Linked DNA regions of Pelodiscus sinensis: region 1 is linked to region 2. A link is a contact called in public Hi-C data. All regions are on one chromosome and are shown on one strand. The core of a region is the stretch at or near the end of the contact, and the rest is flanking DNA. Distances in the headings are between cores, read along the strand shown.

Region 1 (3,907 bases), core at 295-2,794, 180 kb after region 2:
CTGAGGATGTGAGAGTATGATGGGCTCAGACCAGGGCCGCTCAGGTGTATGATGGGCTCAGGACACAGGGCTGAGGTGTGTGGGTGGTGCAGGAGTGTTATGGCTGGGTACTCAGATGTGGGGATATGAGGTGCATGGGGGGGGGGGGAGGGTCAGGTGGATGATGGGCTCAGGGTTGGGGTGCAGGAGTGTTATGGCTGGAGATGTGGGGGTATAAGTAGGATTACCAGATAGTTTAAAAAAACCCCAAACCCCCCCCCAAAAAGGGAAAAATTCCGTCAAAGGGGAAAAAAGGGGGAGAAGTTGTCAAGCAGAAAAAAAGATGCCCCAGAATGGCCACCATCTTGGGCACCATTTTTAAAACCCTCCAGCTCCAACCGGTAAGCACCGGGAGCCATTGGCGGGGGGGGGGGGGGGGGGGGGAATGCGTGTGCAGGAGGAGCTTCATGAGATGCACTTGGGGGGGGAAGAGCCACACGTGAGCTGTGAGTTGGCCACATCTGGTGATGAGGGAGGCATCACGGGGCCAGGTCTCTGCTGGTCACGTGGGCCAGAGCAGTGTGCGCTCCTCCCCCCAGCCCAGCCCGGTGCCCGGCAAGTGTCCCCCCCTGCTCCCCCTTCACTAGACTCTGCCGCACTCCCGCCAGACAGGGCAGGGAAAATTGTCGTTGCCGGGCTTCCGTCCGGTGGAAACAGGAAATACCGAACATTCCACTGTCCAGCATTTCCTGGGGGTTTTACCGGGCGGAGCCTGCACGTACCGGACTGTCCGGGCGAATACTGGACACCTGGCAGCCCTAGGAGGCACCCAGGGCAGGGGCTCAGGGTTGGGGGGGGAGGAGTGTTACTTCCACGCTGTAACATGGACTCCCGCTGCTCCATCTGGAACCTTCCCGGAAGTGTGTCCCGGGGAAGAAAAAAGGCAGCGCACGGAGCCAGTCTTCGCTTCCGCTGGCTCCCAGCGCGGGAGGGGAGGGGAGGGGAGGGGAGGGGCTTCCTCCCCCCGCCCCCGCCCTGAGGAAGCCGGCGCTGGCGTTCCATGCTTGGGGGAGCGCGAGGCCGCAGTGCCCGCGCTGGCTCCCTGCTATGGGCGGAGCCGGGGGCGGAGCCGTATCGCGCTCTGACGAGCGCGTGGCCAAGCAGCACGTCGCTGGTTTTCCCACTCGCCTCAGCCGGGGCCACGCCCCTTCCCCCACCTGGTTTGGGCCCTTCGCGGAGCGGGGGCGGGGCCTTCCGGCGCTCTCCGCGCGGCTATTGGCTGCTCCGCCCCGCGGGCGGGCTCGGGCGCGCGCTCCCCCGCCGGGAGGTGTAGTCTGGTCCCGGCGCTCGGGCCAATCGGCGGGCGCCGAGGCTCCCACCCCTCGTGCCCACTTCCCGTTGGCCAGGAGGCGGCCCAATGAGCAGCTGGAAACGTGGCAGGCTCTGGAGCCGGCTCCGGGCCCCCCCTCCGCTCGCGATGGAACGCGCCAGCGCGGCTCGCGGCTCCGCCCCCTCCTCCCCCGCTCGGTGGGCGGCGGCGGGGGCGCGGCTCGGGCCGTACCACTGGCGGGGGGCGCGGGGCGGAGCGGGGCCCGGATGCTGGCGGCGCGGCGGGCGCTGTGGCCGGGCTGCGAGCGCAGGAGGATGAAGCTGCTGGTGGCCGCGGCGCTGCTGGGCGGGTCGCTGCTGCTGCTGCTGCTGCCGGCGGCCTCGCGCGCCGACGAGCGCAAGAAGGGGCCCAAGGTCACCGTCAAGGTGGGCCCCCCCCACCGCGATCTGCCCCCCCCGGCATCCTCCCGCCCCCCCCCCTCGCGATCTGCCCCCCCCCACCGCGATCTGCCCCCCCCGGCATCCTCCCCCCCCCCCCCCGCGATCTGCCCCCCCCCCGCGATCTGCCCCCCCCGGCATCCTCCCGCCCCCCCCCCCGCGATCTGCCCCCCCCCACCGCGATCTGCCCCCCCCGGCATCCTCCCGCCCCCCCCACCGCGATCTGCCCCCCCCCCCGCGATCTGCCCCTTCGGCCCCCCCACCGCGATCTGCCCCCCCCGGCATCCTCCCGCCCCCCCTCGCGATCTGCCCCCCCCACCGCGATCTGCCCCCCCCCCGGCATCCTCCCGCCCCCCCCCTCGCGATCTGCCCCCCCCCACCGCGATCTGCCCCCCCCCCGGCATCCTCCCGACCCTCCCTCGCGATCTGCCCCCCCCACCGCGATCTGCCCCCCCCCGGCATCCTCCCGCCCCCCCTCGTGATCTGCCCCTTCGGCCCCCCCACCGCGATCTGCCCCCCCCAGCATCCTCCCGCCCCCCCTCGCGATCTGCCCCCTCGGCCCCCCCACCGCGATCTGCCCCCCCGGCATCCTCCCGCCCCCCCTCGCGATCTGCCCCCCCCCCGCGATCTGCCCCCCCCGGCATCCTCCCGCCCCCCCTCGCGATCTGCCCCCCCCGGCATCCTCCCGCCCCCCCCTCGCGATCTGCCCCCCCCCCACCGCGATCTGCCCCCCCCCGGCGTCCTCCCGCCCCCCCTCGCGATCTGCCTCCCCGCCCCCCCCGGCATCCTCCCGCCCCCCCTCGCGATCTGCCTTCCCGCCCCCCCCACCGCGATCTGCCCCCCCCCGGCATCCTCCCGCCCCCCCCTCGCGATCTGCCCCTCGGCCCCCCCACCGCGATCTGCCCCCCCCGGCATCCTCCCGACCCTCCCTCGCGATCTGCCCCCTCGGGCCCCCCACCGTGATCTGCCCCCCCCGGCATCCTCCCGGCCCTCCCTCGCGATCTGCCCCCCCCACCGCGATCTGCCCCGCCCCCGGCATCCTTCCGGCCCTCCCTCGCGATCTGCCCCCCCCCACCGCGATCTGCCCCCCCCCGGCATCCTCCCGACCCTCCCTCGCGATCTGCCCCCCCCCACCGCATCCTCCCGACCCTCCCTCGCGATCTGCCCCCCCCCCCGGCATCCTCCTGCCGGCCCCTCCCTCGTGATCTGCCCCCCCCGACCCCCCTACCGCGATCTGCCCCCCCCCCCGGCATCCTCCTGCCGGCCGCTCCCCCCGCGATCTGTCCTGCCCCCGGCATCCGCTTGCCCCCCCCCCCCCCCGACAGTATCCTCCCGATCAACCCTCCTCCCGACCGAGATCTGGTCGCTACCCCCCCCCCCCCCCATCTGCCCAACTTGCTCCCATTGGATCCTGCTGCTCCCCCCCCCCGGATCCCCCACCTGATTTGCGCCCCCCCCTCCCCGCTGTGATCCTCCTGCTTCCCCTGCCCGACCCGCTCCCCCCTCCTTGTTCTGCCGCCCCTCTCTCCGCTGGAACACCTGGCCCCGGGTTCCCCTGCTCCCCTCACCCCATGGGGCCACACTCCCTGGGGGCGGGGGAAGGCGGTCAGTGGAGCCCTGGCCTGATGGCAGCAGCTGGGGGGTCCAGGGGAAGGGCTGAGCCCGGGCGGGGGAGTGAGGATGGAGACTCCCCCAAAGCCAGGCTCTTGGGCCGGGCAGGCTGCTGCTGCCCCACTGCCTGCCCACTGGCTCAGTGGCCTCTTGGGGCCAGCTGGTGCAGGTCAGTCACGCAGCCCCAGGGGAAGAGGCTGCGGTAATTGCCCTGTGACCAAATGGCCACTAAAGGGTCCTTTCTGCCCCCGTCCCCTCCCACTGTTGAGTTTAATCCTCCGCCTCCAGGTGCCCCCAGGAATCATAAGAACGGCCATACTGGGTCAGACCAAAGGTCCATCTAGCCCAGTTTCCTGTCTGCCAACAGTGGCCAGCACCAGGGGCCCCAGAGAGGGTGGACTGAAGACAACGATAAAGCGATTTGTCTCCTGCCATCCCTCTCCAGCCTCTGACAAACAGAGGCCAAGGACACCATTTTATCCCCTGGCTAATAGCCTTTTGTGGACCTAACCTCCATGAAATTATCTAGCTTCTCTTTAAACTCTGTTAT
Region 2 (4,059 bases), core at 988-3,487:
GTGGAGGCATGAAGGCCACCTTTGCCTCTCCCCATGCATTGGAGAATGGCATCCTTGCTGCAGACAAGACCATAGATATCCAGGCTAAAACATGATTTTCTAGTGGAATGATAGCACTTATTCTGGAATGTAGACAGTGATTTAAATGGCCCCAGGAGTGATGCTGGTTGGGGAAGAGGTTTGTGGGGGCCATTGTCACTACACAATTTGTCTTAGCCCAACCCCCTGGAGGCCCCCTCTTAGTGCAAAAAATCAAACTTAAGGCTGAGACTGCTGATGCTGGCAGCATCAGTGCCTCTGGAACAGGTTGCCTGGCCAGCAGCTGCCCCGCTCTGAAGGCAGCTCCACCACCAGCAGTATAGAAATAAGCCCAGGCAGGGGCCTGGCGTGCCCAAAAGCAACCCCAGTCCCATGTCCTTCCCACCAGGGCATGCTGCTCAGGGCAGGTGGAGGAAAGCACTGGGCTCCCCACTGTTGCCCAGAGTGACCTGCTCCAGCCCAGGCTCCTGTTGCCCAAGGGCTTTCCTGGCTCTGAAGCCCAAACCCCTCTGCCTGGGCAGCTCTTTTGAGCTGTGGGCAGTCAAAGGGCATCGCCCTGAACCGTGGCAGCAGGAGGAGGAGATGGGGGAGTCCTGCAGCTTCTTGCACCATGGCAACAGCCTGCAGAGCAGCTGCCCTGCACTGGCTTTGGACTTGGCTGGGGGCTGGCACTTACTTGAGGAAGGCCAGAGAGATGGGACCATATTGCGGGGGGGCGGGGGGGAGGGGGCTCATGATGAGGAGTCTAACCTATCTTAGCTCCCCACCCCACTGAAAAGAGGCTGGTACTGGCAGTTCACACCTATAAAGGTTACAGAGATAGCTGCATCTCTGCCTCCCCTAAGCTCTCTGCAAGTGCATCCCTACTGGGCCAGGCCCAATGCCTTCACCTCTCCTGGAGGAGAATTTCGCAATTTTAGACCAGGATCTGGACTGCAGCACCCTGTGTACTAACTATAACTCGGCAAATCCAACTGACTTCTTCCCTTATGTGGTAGACTGTGACAAAACACAAGGCTGCTTTGTTTAAACCACACGTAGTATTTGTTTAGCAACAGGAAACAGCACAGAAAATGTTTTTTTTATTGCTTTAAAATCTCCACCTATGTACATCTTACTGAAGCTCTACCAGCTGTGCACAATGACCTAGGGAGGAGACCTATCTTCTCCAGACAACCCCTGCAGCTTCCATGGAGTGTCTAGCCTGATAGGTTCCTCTTCCCCCATCCCATTGTCTCAAGTGGGTCTGGCCCACGAAAGCTCATCATCTAATAAACCATCTTGTTAGTCTTTAAAGTGCTACATTGTCCTGCATTTTGCTTCACCTCCTCATAGCGTTCCTCTTTAAGCCCAGCTTCAGTTCTTTGTTCTCTTGTAGTTGGTGGGCATCCATCCATCCTAGTGAAAACTAGCCATGTAGCAAAAATCCTCAGACAGCCCTCTGTTGAGCTAACCCAATATACTTAGAGTAAATATCCCCATAATTAGACTAATGTGCATTATTAAGTTATTACAGGGCAGCAGCAGATCCTCCACCACACTTCGCTAATGCTATTATTTAAGTCAGTTTACAAGATTCAACCGGGCACCACTCGATTGATTTATCTCCAGAAGGTTGCCTTTGCACAGGCTGCCTTTCTGCTAGGGCTTGTCCATATGGGGAGATTGACTAGCATAGCTATTGTAGAATAAGCTGTTTGGTAACAGCTGTTCCCCGACGGCTCCCTGTGCGGACTTCCTGCTTGGCAATACGAATGACTGGCACAGAATGACTTTATTCTGGAATGGGATGTCCGTGGGGGAAACTGTTGTGCAATAGATATTCTGGTCAAAGCCCCCCATGGGGTCTAGTGGACAGCCTCTAGACAGCGGGGGCTTGAATTGGTTCCATCAGAAGCAAGATCAACACTTCGGTCAGTGGTTCTCATCACCCCCACTGCGTAGCTTGTTCCAGCACCCCTGGCGCTAGAGACCCCCCCATGCAGCCGCCAGCAGTGGGCGCACACCAGCAGCTGGGCGCGCAGCAGGCGCGAGCTCCGCGGAGCCGGGGAGGGGCCGGGCGAGCTGTCAGCTTGTCCCAGCCGCGGCTGCTCCCGCTTCAGCAGGGATGAGGAGGCGGGGCCAGGGCGAGTCCCCGCCCACGCCTGCCGTGCAAACCGCGGAGTGGTCGGCTCGGGCCCCGCCTCCCGGCCAATCGGAGCACGCCGCGGAGCGCGCGCGGGAAAAGCTGTGTGGTGGCGGAGGGGGCGCGAGCGCGGGCTCTTTCCCGCTCTGGGCGCGGCAGGCAGCGCGCGGGCCGAGCTCCGGGCATGGTGCGCACCAAGGCGGACGGCGGGGCCGGCGGGGCCTACCGGAAAGGTGCGCGCGCGCGCGGGCGGGGGGCGCCGGGGGGGTCGGGGCTCTCGCCGGCACTAACCGCTTCCTCCCCTTGCAGTGGTCGCCGCCCGGGCTCCCCGGAAAGCGCTGGGCTCCAGCAGCGCCAACGCGGGCCCTTCGCCGCCCGCCAAGAAAGGTGAGCGCGGGGCGGGCTCGCTCCCCGGCCGGGAGGAGCGGCGGGGCGGCCAGGCTGGCCCGGAGCTGCGGCTCAGCGCTCCCCTGCTGACCCCGCTCGAGACCGGGCTTGCTGCGGCCAGCGGACCAACGTGGGCCGAGGAGGAGCTTTGGGCTGTTGGCGGGGGGCTAGGAGGGGCTCGCGGCGGGGGGCTCCCAGTGCAGGCGGGGGCGCTGAGGCGGTTTCCTGCCCGTGCCGGCACCGCGGACCATGCTGCCCCCCGAAGCAGCCAGCAGCGGGTTTCTAGCTAGTTGGGAGTGTGGCAGGTCTGGGGGCCGGGGCAGTGCACTGAGCCTTGTGTGCAATCTCACCCCCCAACTTGGAGCAGGTCTGTTGGCGGCTGCTGTCGGGGCACAGCGTAGTCTGATGCGGGGGCAGGCAGGTAGCCTGACTTAGCACCCCCACTGGTCACCTGATCACCCTGGAGCAAGACTCAGTGCCTGACATTCCTCCACCCATAGTTTGAAAACCACTGCAGTAAGTAAGGTGTTGCGGTATTTGCTAGTGATGAGCTATGTATTTTGGTTTCTCACTGAGGTAGGAGACCTATCAAGGGTAGCTGAGACTGTGGCTACACGGCTAGCTTGATAAACTAATTTATTTTGTAGTTGAAAGCAAATATGCTGGTGGAAATCCTGTGTGTGTGAGACCAACACCCACTTGGCAAAAAGGCATTGGTGAATTCTTCAGGCAGTCCTCAAGAGAGTCAGAGAAAGAGAACCAGATGCCTGATGATGAAGAGGCAGGAAGCAGCGGAATAGGAAGACTAACTAAGAAGTAAGCATCCATTTTTGTTGGTTATGGAGAAGAAATTATAAAATCAAATAATATCTCTTAATTTTAGTTCTCAACTGAATACTATGGCATTAAAGATTGGCATGACTTCTCCCCACACTCTACCTCATCTCTGTGCCTGTGTGACACTTTCCAGAAGAAACAAACCTCTAATTCAGAAAGAAATGCAAAAGTTCTCTTTTCTGTTAGAAGAAACACAGAGGCTATCGTAAGATAGATATCTTCTCAATATATTGCCTGATGCAGCCTGCAGTTCTGGGGCACTCTTCTGTTTAATGACCATTTGTTACAGGCAAAGATCACTGAAGTGAGCCAGTCTGTTACTCCTGTATACCTAATCAGTCAAAAGACTAGAGAGTGCCTCAATGGCTTTAATATCTAACTCTGTTAAAGGCTTAGATTGTTGCTCTTTGGCTCAAAACAAATTGCAGAATGGTTTATTTTGAAAGCAAGAAGGTGATGGTTCTTCTACATCAACTATTTTCCCTAGGTAAAATAGTCTCTTTCTTGAGTGACTTCTTTAGTAGCCTTGGCTTTGGAGATGGGAATGCATTAAACATGTCACTGCATAGGGGACAGAACAGGAAATAGCCTGAGGATGGCTGTGAAAGAAGCAAACATGACATATTACTGATGTAGGTTTGGTGTTGTGGTATAGTTGAACACCTCCACAA

The links. A called contact is a pair of places that touch in the nucleus more often than the background predicts.
Region 1: a Hi-C map of blood shows a contact between it and region 2, with 4 times the contacts expected there. The contact joins the promoter of PPIB here to the promoter of PCLAF in region 2. A contact is called at or near these places in 2 of 5 Hi-C or Micro-C datasets (blood and an unstated tissue).

What each region holds. Positions count from the first base shown.
Region 1 is chr14:36,758,297-36,762,203 of ASM4963464v1, forward strand. PPIB (peptidylprolyl isomerase B) reads left to right here and starts at 1,545. Exons shown (of 5, transcript XM_075897487.1): 1 at 1,545-1,734. The coding sequence starts at 1,576. LOC142818347 (a long non-coding RNA gene) reads right to left here and starts at 1,157. Exons shown (of 2, transcript XR_012895814.1): 1 at 762-1,157.
Region 2 is chr14:36,573,384-36,577,442 of ASM4963464v1, forward strand. PCLAF (PCNA clamp associated factor) reads left to right here and starts at 2,238. Exons shown (of 4, transcript XM_075897489.1): 1 at 2,238-2,397; 2 at 2,474-2,551; 3 at 3,199-3,367. The coding sequence starts at 2,349.